Regions from separate parts of the Mus musculus genome. Here region 2 is linked to region 1. The links are chromatin contacts, called in public Hi-C maps. All regions are on one chromosome and are shown on one strand. The core of a region is the stretch at or near the end of the contact, and the rest is flanking DNA. Distances in the headings are between cores, read along the strand shown.

Region 1 (4,657 bases), core at 1,684-4,183:
CTACCTACCTATTACTACAGACCTCTCTCTCCTCTCACCTGTTAGCCGCAGCAGGTCTGCTAACATGGCACCTAGTGGCTTGGGCCAGACATGAGCTGCTTCTCTCTACTTTTATCCAGGGGCCTGTTATTCCCAGGCTCCCTGGGCGGTGAGCTGTGCATTTTTCTTTCTGATCCTGCCTGGCCAGACACAGCAGCACACTGGCTTTTCTGGGATTTGTGGGCAGGGCTCTGCCTCTCGACTCTGTCCCTCTTAACTTTCAATGTCTTCCTTCTCCCATCATGATCCTAGATCTACAGGAGGAAGGGGCACCGGGAAGGTAGTCATACCATCGTCACAGGAGACAAACAGGGACAAAGAGAAAGTGAGTCAAGGCTAGATTCCAGTTGCCTTGCCGCATGCATCAAACCCCACATGGCACCCCAGTATAGAGATGCAGCTGTGTCCTGCCAGCCTGCAGTCATTTGCCTCAGCTGTGCTGAAGATGATGCTGTGGACGGTAAATCCAGAGCCCAGACTCACCGACTCCCTCCTGACCTGTATGCTCCGTCTGCCCAGACTCTTCCCTGCTATCTCAGAGGACCGCTCTGCCCTCCCTTCTCCAGACAAAGGCTGGAGCGACTCCCACCCTCTTCCTCCATGCTTGGCCCTCCCCACTGGAGTCTCCGTGTCTCGTCTCCCAGCACATTGGCGAGATAATGAGGCTCCCAACTTCAGTCTCTGCTGCCCATAGATAAAAGACTCAGGGATGCTGGGCTCTGAAGTCTGCCTCCATCCTAGGTCCTGGGTGCAGATAAACCACTGTGTTCTTAAACATGCCAGCTACTTCATGGCTCTCTGCTCTTCCTCAGTGCAAAGCCATAGTTATACCTCCATGAGCCGCTTTACTGTCCCCATGTCCCGGTGCTGGATCCCCCACCCAGCAGAGACCACTTTGTATCCTGAACCCCTAGTGATGGAACCCAGGCCTTCATGCATGCTAGGCAATTGTTTTACTCTTGAGTTAGACTTTTAATTCTGAGACAGGGTCTCACTAAGCCATGCAGGCTCACTCTGTAGCCCAGACAGGATCGTGATCCTCCTGCCTTAGCCACTTTGCACTCAGCATCTGTAGACACACTCACACCTGTCTCTGACAGACATTGCACGCTCACCCTCCTAGAGCCAAGTGCTTGAGTTCTACAGAAGGCCTCATCGTTATGTCCAGACACCAAATATATCCTCTTCCACCCTGGCCGGCTCAGGGTGTCTGAGGGGTCCAGCCAGCACAGGCAGGTCTGCTCTGTGGCCAGCAGAGGGCGCAGGAGGACCTACTCTGAACTTCGCCATCTTGGCCACAGTGGTGTTAAAAAAGTCCCCTCAGGGTCCTAGGTGGCACGCATCTCTAGAGGAGCAGGTCCCCTGATAACAGTCCCCTGGACTCCACAATGCTGACCCAGCTAGAAGTCCCTAGACAGGGTCCCCTGGTATGTGCAGGGATGCTGGAAGGAAGTTACCTTGGGAGGTCCTGGCTATTCAGAGGCTTCGGTTTGTCTCTCTTCCCTTCTGGTTTTTGTTGGTTCCTTAGCTTTCTGCAAGGTCTCTGAACTCCCTTCTATCTCCCCCGTGTGGAGCCGGGCTAGGTGTCAGGGTGACTGTTTTCCTCTCTGAGTCCGTGCTGCAGAGTGAGCTCAGCCTAGATCTATTCTGTACCCCCTGGTCCTCCCCCCGCCCCCTGCATGGTTCTCGGGAGGCAGACGAGCCAGAACTGGAGTGGAGATGCTCGGCCCATAGTTCCAGATAAAGGGCTCTCTTTGGGGAGTCTTAGCCTTAGGTGAAACACAGAAGCCTAGGAGGAGTCCTCCATAGGATGGCCGATCTCCCCTACTCCTGCCCCCATCCCCCTCGGTTGATCTTGGCCTCAGGGCCTCAGGGCTTGCTGCCCTCCTGGCCTTTTGCTGGGTAGGAAGCAGGGGCGCCTGGCTGACCCCACACCAAGGCTCTCTCCACTCTCATTAGCCTCACTACTCAGTTCCAGCCTAGGGGCTTGCCCTGCCTTGACCTCTGGATAGACCAGAGAGCACTGCTTTGTGGATGGAGGTGAGGTACCCTTCAGGACCCAAGACACTATCTCAGAAGTTGGAACAGGGGCTGGTGTGGCCATGAATGAAGGAAGGCAACACATGGAAGCTGTGGTGTGCCTCTGTGAGATCTAGGGCCTTCCCTTCTATTGCCCTCTCTAGGTTTTCAGTTCCAAAGGCGCAGGTGGACCTGTGCTCAGTTTGGCCTGATGGCTGGGTACCATGCTTTGCTTTGTGGCTTGGATCTCTCACCTATCCAAGCGTACCAGAGTGGCTCTGATCCCTGTCTGCCTCTGCCTTCCCAGTGGGGATACTAGAGGCTCAGGTGAGGGGAAGGGCTCTCCACAGCTCCTCTGGACCACCTTGTGGCTGGGCAAGTGGGTGCTCCAAGTATCCCAAAGGGTCATAGCCCCTCTGTCCAGCATATGAGGGCACAAGACGTGACTCCCAGGCAGTCAGACACCTTTGGGGAAGATACTGGCTCTTTAACACAAGTGACAAGAAACAATGAACAGAAACCTTCTGTGGTGGGGAGGGGGTGGGAGGAGGGGGGACACTGCTGTCACTGTGGCTCAGGAGACAAATGGGTGGAAGGGGCTGTACTAAATGAACTTGAAGGCCTGTCCCAGCTCCTAGAGCCCCTTCATGTGTCCCTACTCCCAATATCAACAGGTCCCGTGTCCTTTGAAGTTTCTTAGTGGGAGGACTCAGCCTTTCTAGAGATGACAGGATGGCACAAGCTTGGCCGGTAGGTGTGGCCTCCTAATTGGTGATTTACTGTTTGTTGAACAAGCTGCACAGGGACTTGGCAAGAGGTCTGTCTGGAAGGAGTAGGGGTGGGGCTTCCATGTCAGCTCCGCAGCCAAGTAAAGGGCCCCCGGCAGGCTGTGGAGATGAATGGGTTTCCCTGACTTGAGGCCAGGGCTCTACTACAAGGGGTCAGTGAAACACCATCTTTGTTCTCTGCAGGGGGTGGGAGATTGCCTGGCAGAGTGTCTGAGAGGGCTGGGAAGTTCTACTCTGGGTTGGGGGAGCTAGAGGGACAAGGATAGGAGACACAACATTTTGTCCCAGGCAAGAGCTCTTGGTCTGTCCTTCCTGGAAAAAGGAGAGTGAGTTCCTGCTTCCCTGCCCAGAAGCAAGGACCGGAACCCTGGAAATCCTAGGTCCTCCGGTAATTAGGGCTGGCAGGAAGTGATCCAGGGAATTCCTGGGTCCGGTGCCCCACTGAAGGCTTGGGGCTTTGGAAGGACGGCTGGCTTGTAATCGAAATTTGAGATCTGTTGATATGTACTCAGGCTCAAGGAAGAAGTCAGTTCTCATTAGTCTGTGGTCTCTGGAGGGCAGAGCAGAGCCCAGAGGTCACGGGGTGGGGGCTGGGGTCGGGCCAGTCCTTCCCCCCACCCCCCAGGCCACAGATCTGGGGCTCTTGTCTCCCTGGTCTTATCTGCATCCTTTTCAGGGGTCTGAATGTCCTCACTGGGACTTCCCAACATCGACAGAAAATCCTGAGTGCCTCCTGTTGCTTGGAAATGACACAGGGAAGTTGGGTCACTTGGACCCTCTGTGAGCCAGGGGGTCACAGGGATCTGTCAGGAGTAGCTAAGGTCCGAGATAGGCTGTTTTAGAAGCAAGCACCTGCTCAGCTATCGAGGGCCACTCCACTGGGCAAAGTATGCTCTCAATTCATCTAAATGAGTTACCTGTGCACCTACATTCTCTGACCTGCAAGGCTTTGGAGTCAGACAGAGCAGGTGTAACCACCTCCCAACTCTGGGCTAGGGGAGACAAACTTGAGATCCACACTTTGCTAGAAAAAAACAAAACACAAAAAACCTTTCTGAGGGGGACTTGACCAGAAGACAATACAATGCTAGGTTCAACCCCTGGCACCACATAACCTGGGTGTGGGGGTGCACCGCTCTAATCCCAGCACTTGGGAAGTCAGAAGGAGCAGCTGTTCAAAGCCATCCTCAACTACCAAACGTGTTTAAGGTAAGCCTGGGCTCAGAAAAGGGGGCGGGGCCTAAGGGGATGCCTGTGGAGTTGTCTGGTACCCTGTTCCGGCTTGTAGGAGGTTCATGGACTATGAGTCGTATACACAGCAGAAACTGGATCCTGGTTCGAGAGTACTTTTCCTGGGAGGGGGGCCTTCCAGCACGTGGGCAAAACTGTCAATCAAGGCAAGACCTTTGAGTGAACTCATCTTGCAAGTAGCCTAGCTGCCTGCACCTGCCCTTCAAGGGAGATGGGGGTCATTAAAGGAAACTGAACATCGTAAACAAAACAAAACAATGTTGCTCCTCATTCCACAAAACTCTGGCTCCTTCAGAATGTGTGTCATAGGTTGTGGTCCTCTACAAAAACAAAAAAACCTCTGCAGATACTAACTCTGGTGCACTAGGATTCTCCCTCCCATCAGGTTTGTCCACCCACAATGAACTGAAGGAGACCCAAAGTTGTGATTTGTGGTGTTTGAGACAATGTTTTGCATTGTACAGTATAGTTAAGGTAGATGTTCGCCATAAACCTGGGTTAAGCAGGTACCACACAGGTATATAAATACATGGAAAGTCTAGGCAGGAGGGTTGGTCCCT
Region 2 (4,406 bases), core at 378-2,877, 74 kb after region 1:
GTCTGGAGCAAGCTTTCTGCATCCCTCCCACCCCACCCCTGGAACTTTCTAGTTCCTCATTTTTATTTCCTTACAAATCTCTTCGACCACCGGGGTGGACGTTATCAGAACTGATCGAGGAGAAACACACTATCAGCATCGTTTTGGGAATCTGGAAAGGCTTTCAGGAGGAAATGGCGAAGAAATGAGCCTCAGAGGATTCCCCCAGGGGCCCTAAAACAGGCCAAGAGCAGGGGAGGAAAGAGCAGACACTGCACTCTTGCAGCTAGGCAGCATCTGGCCACTCGACGGCTGTGGGCTGCTGGGGCTCTCCCGCGCTGGCCTGCCTTTCTATGAGCGGGGCAGGAGATGCTGCTCAAGGGCTTCTGTAGTACAGAGCCCTTTCCGCACTAAAACCCCAGCCTCCTCGGCCCAAAGGGCTGGGACTGACAAAGAAACATCTTAACTTTGCACTTGCTTTCTGGGCTGGTCATCTTTGAGGCCCAGCATCCCTGGTCCAGGTGGCCAGGGCTCCAGCAATACAAATGTCCCCAGAGGGCCTGCTTTGAATACATGAAGGATAAGGGTAAAGGGTACTGCGGATTTTTGTCTCTATCCTAAGGGTCACGTGGGATGCTGAAGTGCTGGGTTAGCGAGAGCTGTGCGTTAACTTTAAAAACACCACCTGGCTTCTGTGTGAAGTGGTGGAGGTGGCACACAGTGGCAGTCTGGACAAAACAGTGCTTATGGATAGGGAAAGATCAACAGTGGAACCAACAGTTCTCTTTTCTTTGAGGTACTGTCACTCAGTAGCTTGGAACTCACCATCAGCCTGGGATGGTCTCCAATTTGCAGCAATCCCACCCTGCTGAGTGCCAGGGCTACAGAGTTCTAGCCCTGGGTCACCAGGCCACCCTTCAGTGACACTTGTGACTGATGAGATGTGAGGGAAAGATGGACTCTAAGAGCCCTCCTATACCCAGTAAGATGGCTCAAGTTGACCCAAGTCTGGAACCCCGAGACCCACGTGGTGGAAGGAGAGAACTGATCTCTGCAAATTGTCCTGTGACTTCCACATCATGGCATGTGCATTCCTGTGCATGTATGTGTGCATGTGGGTGTGCATGCACACACATACAGTTTTTAAAACCTGCTTAGGTACTGGGTAACCTGCAGAATTTTGGGGAGGTCTGATGTGGGGGAAGATGCTGGCTGGAGCTGTGTATCCCCAGTAGAAGAGAGGCCTATGAGGCATGGCCGTGAAGTGCTGAGGAGGCTGCCAGCACAATTGACTGGCAGAGCATCTCCCGGGCTGGGAACCCACCAAAGGGGCTCCCACTTTATCATGCCCATGTTGAGATTGCTCTCAAGCATCTATAGCACCCATGTCAGATAGCAAAGGAGCCAGTGACTACAGCCTACGAGAAACCACAGCAGGTGTGAGCCTGAGTCTGTTTGTGACTTGATTCGTATTAGAGACGCATGGATTACACACTGAGCATGTACCAGGTACTCAATATGATCACATAGCAGGAGTGGGGACATGGCTGAGGTGGGAGGTAATAGATGGAAGGTGCCGGAGGGGTGACACTGCAGGATGGGAAGACTGAAGAGCTCAGCAGGGAGAAGATGAGAACAGAAGCAGAAGGGGGCAGGCAGGGCGGGTGATGCAGGAGAGATGCAGGGTCCAGCAGTTCTGGCCCAGGTTTACTGATAGAACAGAAGAACAGCGGGAGGCTGGCAGAGCTCAGGCTAGAGAGAGAAAGTAGGCGTGGCACCGGGTTGTGAGCACAGGGGAACCATGACCTTTGGGCTGTGGCAGAAGCAGGGCAAGTTTGACTATCAATGGCATCAGCAAGTGTGTAATATAGTGTTCCATACTAGCTGAGCATGGGGAATTGCTTTATGGCCTAAGATGACTCAGAAGTAACCTGGCAGTTATTTGCAGGTTCAACCGAGTTTTGGAGCTTCTGGAAGACAGCAACCCTCTAGTTGGAATGATCTCTCTGGTATAACCTACAATACACTCCACAATAATCCTCTTTTGCAATCGTGCCAAGGGACCCCCTGGTCTCGAGTCTCCCATTTCTTGGTTAAGCTAAAACTGAAATAAGGGCCTCAAAGCAAGGGCCCTTGGCTTTGGATTTGCTCTGCTGCCACTTAGAGGTAGTGACAGGAACCTAGCTGAGACGAAAGCCCTGGCCACTGGCTCTACCCATGTTGCCTGTTGGGAAAAATAGGGCAGGGCTGGCCAAAGAAAAGGTTTAGGATGTGTGGCAGCAGCTGTCACCACCCATGGAAAATAACCAAGGCTGAGGATTGAGGGTGTAGGGAGGCACTGTTCTGAGCCAGGCACGAATAAGGGGTCATGAGAAAACAAAAGTCCTATTCCTAGGATCACAAGTATTGGTGCTGGAAGGGGCTGTTCCTGCCTTGGAGGCTTCATCCACAGCACAACAACTCATTGTTCTGAAGTACACATTGGACTGGACCACATCCTTCCTCCCTAAACCTTCCCTGATGCTACATTCATGCTCTGTGGGGAAGCACAGCCTGAGTGTGAGATCCAGCTGCTCACCATTTCTGCAACCATAGCAGACATTATTAAGCGATTTCCACACCTTTTGCTCAGCAGACATTATTAGGTGATTACCACATGTTCTGCTACTCTGGATGCAAGATGACCCAGCACTGGGCTCCAGGTAGTCATTACCAGTTACTCTAGTATGGATATGACATGTGCCCAGTGTTAGAACACTTGGTCCCCAGCAGACGATGATGCTTGGGCAAGGTTGTAGAACCTTTAGGAGGTGGACCTATCTAAAAGAAGTGATTTAGTAGGTAGTGGGCCTTGGGAATTATAGCCCACTTGGATATTTCTGATCTCTCTGTGTTTTGGCTAATGCCATGTGAACAGGTAGCCACTCCCATTCCTGCTGCCACCAAACCTCTTCAGCTGCCATGCTTCCCCCACCCCGAGGAGCTGTGTCATCCTGAACCGTAAGCTGCTTCTGTCCCATCAGAGGAGGAAAGTGAGTAACAAGCTGTCAATCACTCCCAACATACACAGTATCTGACAAAGCCTGGCTGTCAATCACTCCCAACATACACAGTATCTGACAATGTCTGGCTGTCAATAACTCCCAACATACACGGAATCTGACAAAGCCTGGGGGTCAATCACTCCCAACATACACAGTATCTGACAAAGCCTGGCTCTCTGCAGTTCTGACATCTCATTCCACCAGGATCCCTGCCCACCTGTTTCCTGTTACCACTCAGGGCTCCAAGTTCCTTAAACTGCTGGTCAACTCCAGATGTACCCATCTCCTCTTTCCTCGAATCTTTTGTTCTGGGCATACCCAGAACAAACATGACATCCTGTGATCTGTTGGTGGGGTTTCAATGTTGTTTCTCCAACCTTCATGGAAATACAGACTTACTTATTGCCTTTTTGAGATGGGGACTGGTCTTGAACTTGCCATTTAGCTGAGGCCTACCTTGAACCCCTGATGCTCCTACTTGTATCTCTCCAGTACTGACATTATTACAGGTATGTACTATGATGTTTAAAAGGTTTGTCTGTCCATAAACTGGCCAGCACAAGTCTGGCTGGCTTTCTGTGCCATCCTATTAATTACTACAGTCTTGCCAGAGGTAGGTGAACAGGACTGGAGTTTGGCTCTTCCTCAAGTTCTGACCATCCACTCCCTGCTCATCCCCTCTCCTTTTTTGCTGGTGAAAGCCTAAGAACCTGCCAGACGTCAGAGAAGAAGTTACAGGGCACAGGCAGCTGAGCCACCTCCCTGCCCTGCACCACACTCCTGTGACAGACTCAGTAAAAGATATTTACCCTAGAACTCCTTTTACTTAAACTTTGGTCATGGCGGCAGAGGAACCTGTAGTCTTACTGCGTGTACCCTCTATCTTGCTTCGTTTGTTCTGTATGGTAAAACTGTGAAGGTCACCTCCTAGGTGACATTTGCCTTGTGTTCCAGGCCTCTCGGGGCTCTTGGGTACTTCATAGTGCTCCTCACAGAATGTCTGAACCGCGCGTGCACGGTGGTGGCTGTGGCCCCATCCACTGGCCTGGCCAAAGAACCTTTTCCTCTCCCCTTCCAACCCTCTTCTAAGCATGCGCCTGCGAGCTGGGGCTGACGTGGATTACATCACCCGGCATTCCCACTGTTGCTGCCCAAACCTTCCAGACTGATATTCACAGCCTCAGCCTCCCAGTCCGCTGAGACCTGTCTTAGGCAGAAGAGATGGGTCCCACAGTCACACTCCTGTCTCCAGCCGCACCCAGCCCCAGCACGTCGACACTCCAACAACACTCCTGAAGGACCTATTTCCTTGCCAGCGGAGGCTATATTGTCCCGTTCCTCATTTGTTAGTAAGAACAGGGACAGAGAATGTATGAATTTCCC

The links. Hi-C and Micro-C count contacts between places; a contact is called where the count stands out from the background.
Region 2: a Hi-C map of the N1E-115 cell line shows a contact between it and region 1, with 5 times the contacts expected there. The contact joins two enhancer-like sites. A contact is called at or near these places in 17 of 484 Hi-C or Micro-C datasets (the BV-2 cell line, the G1E-ER4 cell line, the HPC-7 cell line and 10 more), 1 of 115 datasets of contacts at active chromatin or transcription factors (embryonic stem cells) and 2 of 9 other capture datasets (liver and pancreatic islet).

Annotation. Positions count from the first base shown.
Region 1 is chr10:61,876,703-61,881,359 of GRCm38.p6, forward strand. All of the region lies in intron 18 of Col13a1 (collagen, type XIII, alpha 1), which reads right to left. Among named protein-coding and RNA genes, the nearest start is that of Gm40674, 34 kb to the left of the region's middle. Within about 2 kb of position 2,934, at least 13 of the 459 cell types and tissues checked have an H3K27ac peak or open chromatin away from gene starts, as enhancers often do. A contact at or near this core is called in the N1E-115 cell line, where this site is marked.
Region 2 is chr10:61,952,309-61,956,714 of GRCm38.p6, forward strand. The region is part of intron 2 of Col13a1 (collagen, type XIII, alpha 1); the gene reads right to left. Among named protein-coding and RNA genes, the nearest start is that of Gm51766, 13 kb to the left of the region's middle. Within about 2 kb of position 1,628, at least 10 of the 459 cell types and tissues checked have an H3K27ac peak or open chromatin away from gene starts, as enhancers often do. A contact at or near this core is called in the N1E-115 cell line, where this site is marked.